2 separate regions of the Mus musculus genome follow, and region 2 is linked to region 1. The links are chromatin contacts, called in public HiChIP or PLAC-seq maps. All regions are on one chromosome and are shown on one strand. The core of a region is the stretch at or near the end of the contact, and the rest is flanking DNA. Distances in the headings are between cores, read along the strand shown. Region 1 overlaps Arsj (arylsulfatase J). Region 2 has its middle 26 kb from the start of Camk2d.

Region 1 (4,295 bases), core at 759-3,258:
ATGATTCAGAAGCTAGTGTGAATGCTCTAATTCTGTGAATTATTCTCTATATTAGTAGCACTCTGTCATGTAATTAAAACACTACATTTATTTTAATTAAATTTTATAAGGATTTTTGAAAGACTTTGAGATAAGGGGTAAATCTTACTTTCCTAAGTATTGAAAATTCTCTTCAACTGTTAAACATGAAGCCACTTAAAACTTTGGAAATAGAATAGAGCTACTCAATTGATTATATTTAATTTAGGGTTGAGTTGATCTTGACAGAAACTTTATTTAACTTAAGAATCATTTGTATGAAGAATGTCTCTTTTATCCTGCCTTGACAAAATGTTTACTCTTTCCTCAAAGGTATCAGATACACACGGGACTTCAGCATTCTATCATTAGACCTACCCAACCCAACTGTCTACCTCTGGACAATGCAACCCTACCTCAGAAGCTAAAGGAGGTCGGCTATTCAACCCATATGGTTGGGAAGTGGCACTTGGGATTTTACAGAAAAGACTGCATGCCCACCAAGAGAGGATTTGATACCTTTTTTGGCTCTCTTTTGGGAAGTGGTGATTATTATACACACTACAAATGTGACAGTCCTGGGGTGTGTGGCTATGACTTGTACGAAAACGACAATGCAGCTTGGGACTATGACAATGGCATCTATTCAACACAGATGTACACGCAGAGAGTGCAGCAAATCTTAGCCACCCATGATCCCACAAAACCTCTATTTTTATATGTGGCTTACCAAGCTGTCCACTCACCACTTCAAGCCCCTGGCAGGTACTTTGAACACTACAGATCCATTATCAACATAAACAGGAGGAGGTACGCAGCCATGCTCTCCTGCTTGGATGAAGCAATCCACAATGTGACCCTGGCCCTAAAGAGGTATGGTTTCTATAACAATAGCATTATCATTTACTCCTCAGATAATGGTGGGCAGCCCACAGCAGGAGGAAGTAACTGGCCACTCAGAGGCAGCAAAGGAACATATTGGGAAGGAGGCATCCGGGCAGTTGGCTTTGTGCATAGCCCACTTCTAAAAAACAAGGGAACGGTATGTAAGGAACTTGTGCACATCACCGATTGGTACCCAACCTTGATTTCACTGGCTGAAGGACAGATTGATGAAGACATTCAGCTAGATGGATACGATATCTGGGAGACCATAAGCGAAGGTCTTCGTTCACCCCGAGTGGATATTTTGCACAACATTGACCCCATTTACACCAAGGCGAAAAATGGCTCCTGGGCAGCAGGCTATGGGATCTGGAACACTGCAATCCAGTCGGCCATCCGGGTACAACACTGGAAACTGCTCACAGGCAATCCTGGCTACAGTGACTGGGTCCCCCCTCAGGCTTTCAGCAATCTGGGCCCAAACCGGTGGCACAATGAAAGGATTACCTTGTCAACTGGCAAGAGTATCTGGCTTTTCAACATCACGGCTGATCCGTATGAGAGGGTGGACCTATCCAGCAGGTATCCAGGCATCGTGAAGAAGCTGCTGCGGAGACTGTCACAATTCAACAAGACTGCCGTGCCTGTCAGGTACCCCCCGAAGGATCCCAGAAGCAACCCTAGGCTCAACGGAGGAGTCTGGGGTCCGTGGTATAAAGAGGAAAACAAGAAAAAGAAGTCAAACAAAACCAAGGCTAAGAAAATGCAAAAGAAAAAAAGTAAGGCAAGGATGAGGAAGCAGTTGGCAGCTCACTCCTCAATAAAATGCCACCCAAGTGTTGCCACTGGCTAAATGCAAAACTTTCTGCCTTGGTTAAACTTAGACTGCCTGGTTTCTAGGTAATTCAAAGAAATTGGCTCAGAAATACCTCGGCCAACCGCCTCGGGCTTGTTTTCACATTGCTCTGTGCCAGAGACTTCTGGTACCTGGCTACCACATGGACAAAACTACCCTCCTGTGTGCCAAAGGCTATGCTTCTGCAGGCCACACAGGGAGGAGGACACAGTTATTTATTTATCCCTAGTCTGTGTAAACCGTGATGAATCATGAGTGAGTTGACCAAACAGAATGCTTTGAATCCCTTGAATCACGAGAGGAACTGTGACCCACCGTGTACTTGAGTGCAGGGTAATTACAGGGTAACATGATAAAAAGATGACTTTTGATGCCGTCAGAGGTTGTATCCTCTCAAAGGTCTAAAAGCTGTACTTCTAAATAAAAAAAAAAATAGTATGTATCACATGAAACTTGGGCTTTTAAGCTAATTCTATTTTGTATTGCAGTCTCCTGTTCTCTGAGAAAAAGCTGCTTCTCTTCGTGGACAGCTTGTATCTCATCTTATCCTGCTTAAAGAAACGGCAGATAGTGTCTGAACATTGCCAGAAATGAATGTAACTACGTCCCAAACACTTTGATAGAACAAGAATTTCAATATAAAGTGCCTAATTTATTTCTCAAAAGAGTTACACAAGTGATTTTAATTATTTTATTTTTAGGTTCTACGTTAGAATTTTATTTCAATTCTTTAAGGTTACTAAGTTATGTAATACCATAAGTTACTGTAAAATTTTTGTTCATAAAATATAAGAGGAAACTCATTCAGAAAAATTACAGCCATCATATTTTACCATTATTTAGATGTTAGAAGATGAATATATTTTTTAAATTTTGTAAATTTGTTGTTATACAGAGTTGATTTGACTTTACTGTCTCCAACATAAACTATTTATGTATGTTAATTATTAAAGTGATTTATTTTATGGCATTAGTGTGGCTTTCCTGATTTAATTTTTAGACATCCAGAAATAATCATATTATTCATTTTGACAAATAAAAATCTTTTTATTGTTTTTAGGTGCCCAGGCTAAACTTGAACTTATGATTATGAATATATACATAATTTGCCTAAAAACAGGCAACTATCTTTGCAAATAGGCACTAGAAGAGGTAGTGTACTAACATAGTCATAAATAAAGATTTTGCAAATGAAGAGATTTCTCCCCATGTGGTCACTGCACTGAGAACAGTGTCCTGTTATTGATAAATAATATCTATGATGACCCTGCTCTTTTATATAGTACAGAGTAGGGGAAAAATAGAAATGGAACATACAGATTATATGAGGCCTAGTTTAAGATCTGCTGTGGAACATGAGAGGATTAAAGGATGATGCTCTGATGATGGAGCTAATCACAGGGCCATGGAGCTGCAAGTGTCCTGGCATGAAGCTTTCTTGGCCATGTTCTCTCTTAATGCAGAAGGCATGAAGCCACACTTGAAGAGCCACAGGCAGCAGGAACTGTGGTTAAGAGCCACCATCAGACAGGGGTGATGGAGGAGTTGGGCAGGGCCTGCATCATTTACCATGCAAATATAAGAAAACAGAGGCTGCCCTCTGTGGTTCTGAGAACCCGTGGATGCATCTTCGAGCTAGCGCTGAAACTGCACTAAAATGGGCCAGATGAGTAAAAAAATGCTTAATTTTACTATTTTTGTTTCTAAAGAGTAATGCTCCATTTTGCTATATAGCATTTCCTGAAGTTTTGTCTTATAGAAACAGTGTCAATACAGGCCTTTCTTGGTAGAATGCAAAATGGTGTTGTGACTTCCATAATATAAGGTTTTGTTATAGTACAGCTATTTAGAAGAACAATAGGTTTTTTAAAAATCCTTGGTTGATCCACACATGTTGGTGCACACCTTTAATCCCATAACTTGGGAAGTAGAGGCCAGTGGATCTCCCTGAGTTCAAAACCTGCCTAGTCTATATAGCAATTTTCAGGCCAGACAGGATTATAGAGACCCTGGGAGAAAAACAAAAAGAAACAAAAACATTAAAACATTAACTAATGCATACTTTTTCAAAGCCCACTTGGCATTATAATTACAAGAGATGAGAATTTCTACATAGCCTTTTGCCATTTATTTTATCATAAAAATTCTTCTTTATAATTCATTATATTGGACTAGGATTCTGGCAGAATGTAAAATTGCTACTACAAGCATAGAATCTTACCATGCAATTTTCTATATGTTCCTTAATGGCAGAGGGACCAAAAAAGGATCAAAGAGGTAAATTAAGATTGTGAATTCTAACCCATATGGGAGCCCAGTTACCTATTGTGGTGGGATTATTTGTTCTCCATAAATAACCATAAATTCTTAATACTGAATATAAGCCAAAAGTTTCCTGACAGGAAATGGCTCTAGAATTATCTGTTGCTACTTTGAAAATACATTTATTTATTCTTTGTAGGGTTTGTCTATGTAGGCAATGTATTCTGATCACCCTACCCACTCCCACAGAACTTCTTTTCCCAATAAGTCTCCC
Region 2 (4,295 bases), core at 1,074-3,573, 130 kb after region 1:
ACTACAAGCTAGCCTGCAACTATAAAAGGGGTTGATTGGCCCCTCCTCTCTCTCTTAAGCTCTCACCTCTCCTATTTTCTTCTTTAGTGCTTCTTCTCCCCCTCCCTTCTCCCCTCTCTCCACATGGCCATGGCCAGCCTCTTATTCTACCTTCTCTCTTTCTCTCTGCCTTTCTACAGTAAAGCTCTAAAGCCAAGGACTGTCTCTGCTCGTTGAGACTCGCCGTGTTGGGGCATCAGAGCTGGCTTTCTTCTAAAGAGCCAAGTCTAACCCCCAGAAGGCTTTCCTGTGCTCCAGCTCCAGCCACCAGCCAACCCAAGCCACCCGCCGAACTAGCAGCCTGAGCTAGCCAAGACTCTCTCATCCCCACGGTAAGACTGAGAACCGGTCATCTCTGGCCTCCGTAAGGTCCAGAGACCCCGAATTGCTTCCTCTCTACCCCAGAGGACAGGGGTTCTGTGACTTCCCACAGCCAAACACCCACCCGGGGTCTCATAGAGAGCATGCGCCATTCCCCCGGGTCCACCCACTCAGAGCACTGGAACTCTGGTGGGACTCAAATCCTCTCCCACCCCTTTATTTCCCACACCAGGAGCCCCACAGATTCCACAACTAAAATTCAAGGTAGACAACGAATTTACGAGATTATTGTTGATAGGTTTAATAACAACCTGTGGATAGCCTGCAACTCTCCTTCCTGTTTTCTCTGCAAACTCATAATTCTCAACAAAATGAATTCTACTGAGCTGTGTCTAGCTGTTATGTTGCATGTTTGCCTCATCTGATTTCTCTGCACTGCAATTATGGACTATTCAAACAGTTAAGCTAAGTATAGCTGAAGGTTGAGAGTCCAGCAGTTTGAGCAGATTAGGCAATGAGCAGTAACTACAGTTCTTTTAGACATTCTTACCCACATACTTAAATACTAATTTGATCAGCCTGGCCTCTCGGAGAGCCACTTAATTTATAATCAACCTACCACTGCCCTGTTTTTCTGCAAACCCCAAGATGCTTATGTAGTTACAAATGGAGTGAAGATTTACCATTTTTCTGACTATCCGAATGAGGACCATCGAGCTATGGAATTCAAAACATTGTTTTATGGGCTTTAGTCATATCATTGAATCATTTTGCTTAACTGGACACTTCAATCGAGTTCATTAAATAAAACTGTATATTTATTTATTCTATATAAAGCCTAGAAACATTTCTAATTCCACGAACATGCTGCGGCTGCTGTTATTTCTACTTGTAGCCCAGCGACAACCATTGTACTGTCACATGACTGATGCTAGGCGCTGAGTACTTTCATCACTCTTTAGGATGCCTTTGTTTGTCAGGACTGAACACGATACTCCCGCCAATGTTCTGGGAGATAAACAAGTAGAATTCTTTGTTGTTTCTAGGACTTGAAGATTTGCACATGTTTTCTTCCTCCAGAAGGTCAAAGAGCTGACTACCAGACCCTGTATAGGGAAAGAGCTTGGTATGATCCCCTCTGCAGATGAGAAAAGATGGGTGAGATTGGTGATCCTCTAGGGTTTTGCTTCAGGTGAATTTAGCATGGCCTTTGCTCGTCCATGGCATCTTTCTCTAGGTAAGGAGATTGTTGCCAAGTTAAAAGCACATGAACTTAGTTTGTCTCATGGAAAAAAAAGTGTTATAACTTTAAGTACATAAAGGCAGAGTCGAGCTTCTAACTTGACTGCTTATTTCAAATTTTCTGTAAACGTCATGACACTTAAAGGCATTTGCATATTTATTTCTGATTGTGTAGAATTAGCATTTACAGTCATTTGCCTATTCATAAACAAGTTTATAATTAAACAGTATACTTTCCATATTTTGTCTACAACCCAAAATACAATTGGACCATATCTAAGCCCTTTTTTCTCTTTAATTAAAGAAAGACATCTTTGTTTTAATAGTTATTTTAAAAAATAATATGGGCGAGATGGCTCAGTGATTAACTTGTTGCTCTTCCTAAGGACCAGGGTTCATTTCCTAGTGCTAACATGGTGATTCACAATCAACTATAATCCTAATTCCGGGGATATGACAGCTTGTTTTGGCCTCTGCAGGAACTCTATGCACATGGTACACAGACATACAAGCAGTAAAACTACCCATACACATAAAATAAAAACAAATAAATAATGAATACAATAGAATTAATAAAATATGTTTTCTTCATATATTCTACAGTTTCAATGGCACTCATGTCTTTTGGAATGGAAACAAGAGCAAAATTTAAGATAGCAACTATGTGGCCAGTTTACATACATACCACAATGCTTACTCATCAGAAGTTGTCAACAACTAGCAATGACGCTCATATAGCTGATGTGGTATTGGTTCAGTTACTCACCAAAGATGAGTAATCAAAATCTTCTGTGGGAGATTTTCCAATTACCAGCATCACTGAAAAGGCTCTTGATAGAAAGGAGAGGTTGCTGGGTAACAGTCATTCTCTAGCTATTTACACTGAGACTGAGACTTCTACACTTCCTTTGTTCTGACATCTCAAGGTTGAGACCACCTCCTCCCTGCTACTCTAGCTCCAGCTGCAGGAGTGATCAACTACACTAGACCACTGCACAAGAGTGTTCTGTGATTTCCAAAGCAAAACTCACAGTGCTTCAATACCGGCTCACGGGTAGCATCATCAGAAACCTAGTTTCTCAAGGAACTCAGTTTCACATATGTTGACCCCCATTCTTCTCTCCACTTCTGTCTTAGGGTTTGCATTGCTGTGAAGAGACCCCATAAACCAGGGTAACTCTTACAAAGGAAAATATTTAATCAGGGATGGCTTACAGTTTCAAAACTTTAATCCATTATGGTCATGGTAGGGAGAGTGGCAGTGTCCAGGCAGACATGCTGCTGGAGAAAGAGCTGCAAGATCTACAATGCCCCCTCACTCTCTTGTGCCTTTTGTATTGTCAGTCTATCAGCTTCCAAATACAACCATGTGACCTAAGATGTCACTTTCCAAATCCCTTTGTCTCCACAGTGTCTGTGGTTTTATCCATATTGCTCTCCATGACCCACTCATGTCATACCAGGTCACACCCTGTACTATCTCTGAGTTTTGATTCCAAACATTTCATTCTGCCATCTCTACTTCTTTAAGCCTACTTGTTCCAATATGACATTTGGTTCACTGGCTCATTAAGCTTATCAACCCTATGTCTCTATGTGTCACCATACCTATGTTGCTCTATACTTCTACTATATAACTGTTTTTAGTACTGTTGATTTCTTCTCTGAATATTCATACATGTACAGTGTATTTTGAACATACTTACCCCAACTTTGCCCAGATGTTATAATTCCCTTTCACCTTTCTTAATTATTATTCCATGGCAAAAATAGAAGTTCTGGTAAAATCCAAACCACTCTTAACTGGTCCCCACATATGAGTGGTTAAACATTGCCAAAGACTATTTATACTTTGGGGATCATTTACATAATTATGCTTAATAGACTTACCCATGAATAATACCTTGTCAAAAACAATGGCTAAAATTATGCTTTCATCCATCATTCCTTTCCTTTGGAATATTTTTCTTCTACATTTGTTACCTCTAATTGCGTGTGTGGGTATACATATATAATGGGCATTTGTTTGCACTGGCACACTTGAGCTATGATATGCATATAAAAGTAAGAGTGTTGTTTCTCACCTACCACCTTGTTAGAGCCAGGGACTCTTAAGTCATTTTTTGCTGTCTCTGCCTCCAGGAATAGGTATTCAAACTCACCCATCTGGCTTATATACACAGGTTTTGGGAATTCAAAATCAGGTCTTTAAACTTACATGATGTGCTGGGTAGCCTTTATTGTCAACATGATGCAACCTAAAATCACCTGGGAAGAGTGAACTCCAACTGAGGAATTTTCTATATCAGGTTAGCCTGTGAGCATGTTTATGGGAAGTTGTCTTAACTGCTAATCAATTTATGAGTTCCCAGCCCATCATGGGTGGTACCATCCCTAGGCAGATAGCCTTGGACTCTGGGCTGTATAAGAAAGCCAGCTGAACATCATCCAGTGAGTGAGCCAACATACAGATTTCCTCTATGATTTCTTCTTCAGGTTCTTTGCTTAAGTGTCTGTTGTGACTTCCCTTAATAATGGATTGTGACCTGAAGTATCAAACAAAATAAACCCTTTCCTCTCCAAGTTGTTTTGGTTATGGTATTTGCCATAGCAACAGAATGTAACCAGATCACACGGCAAGCACCTTTATTCACTGAGCCATCTCCCCATTCCTATGTATGCACTGAACCACA

Evidence for each region. HiChIP or PLAC-seq counts read pairs in DNA pulled down with a chosen protein or histone mark.
Region 2: an HNF4G HiChIP or PLAC-seq map of pancreatic cancer cells shows a contact between it and region 1. The contact joins two enhancer-like sites. A contact is called at or near these places in 2 of 39 promoter capture datasets (both in the C10 cell line), 2 of 484 Hi-C or Micro-C datasets (the C10 cell line and pancreatic cancer cells) and 2 of 115 datasets of contacts at active chromatin or transcription factors (large pre-B cells and pancreatic cancer cells).

Annotation. Positions count from the first base shown.
Region 1 is chr3:126,437,648-126,441,942 of GRCm38.p6, forward strand. Arsj (arylsulfatase J) reads left to right here. Exons shown (of 2, transcript NM_173451.3): 2 at 352-2,727. The coding sequence ends at 1,756. Among named protein-coding and RNA genes, the nearest start is that of Gm46823, 29 kb to the right of the region's middle. Within about 2 kb of position 2,009, at least 21 of the 459 cell types and tissues checked have an H3K27ac peak or open chromatin away from gene starts, as enhancers often do. A contact at or near this core is called in pancreatic cancer cells, where this site is marked.
Region 2 is chr3:126,568,463-126,572,757 of GRCm38.p6, forward strand. No RefSeq gene overlaps it. Among named protein-coding and RNA genes, the nearest start is that of Camk2d, 26 kb to the right of the region's middle. Within about 2 kb of position 2,324, at least 29 of the 459 cell types and tissues checked have an H3K27ac peak or open chromatin away from gene starts, as enhancers often do. A contact at or near this core is called in pancreatic cancer cells, where this site is marked.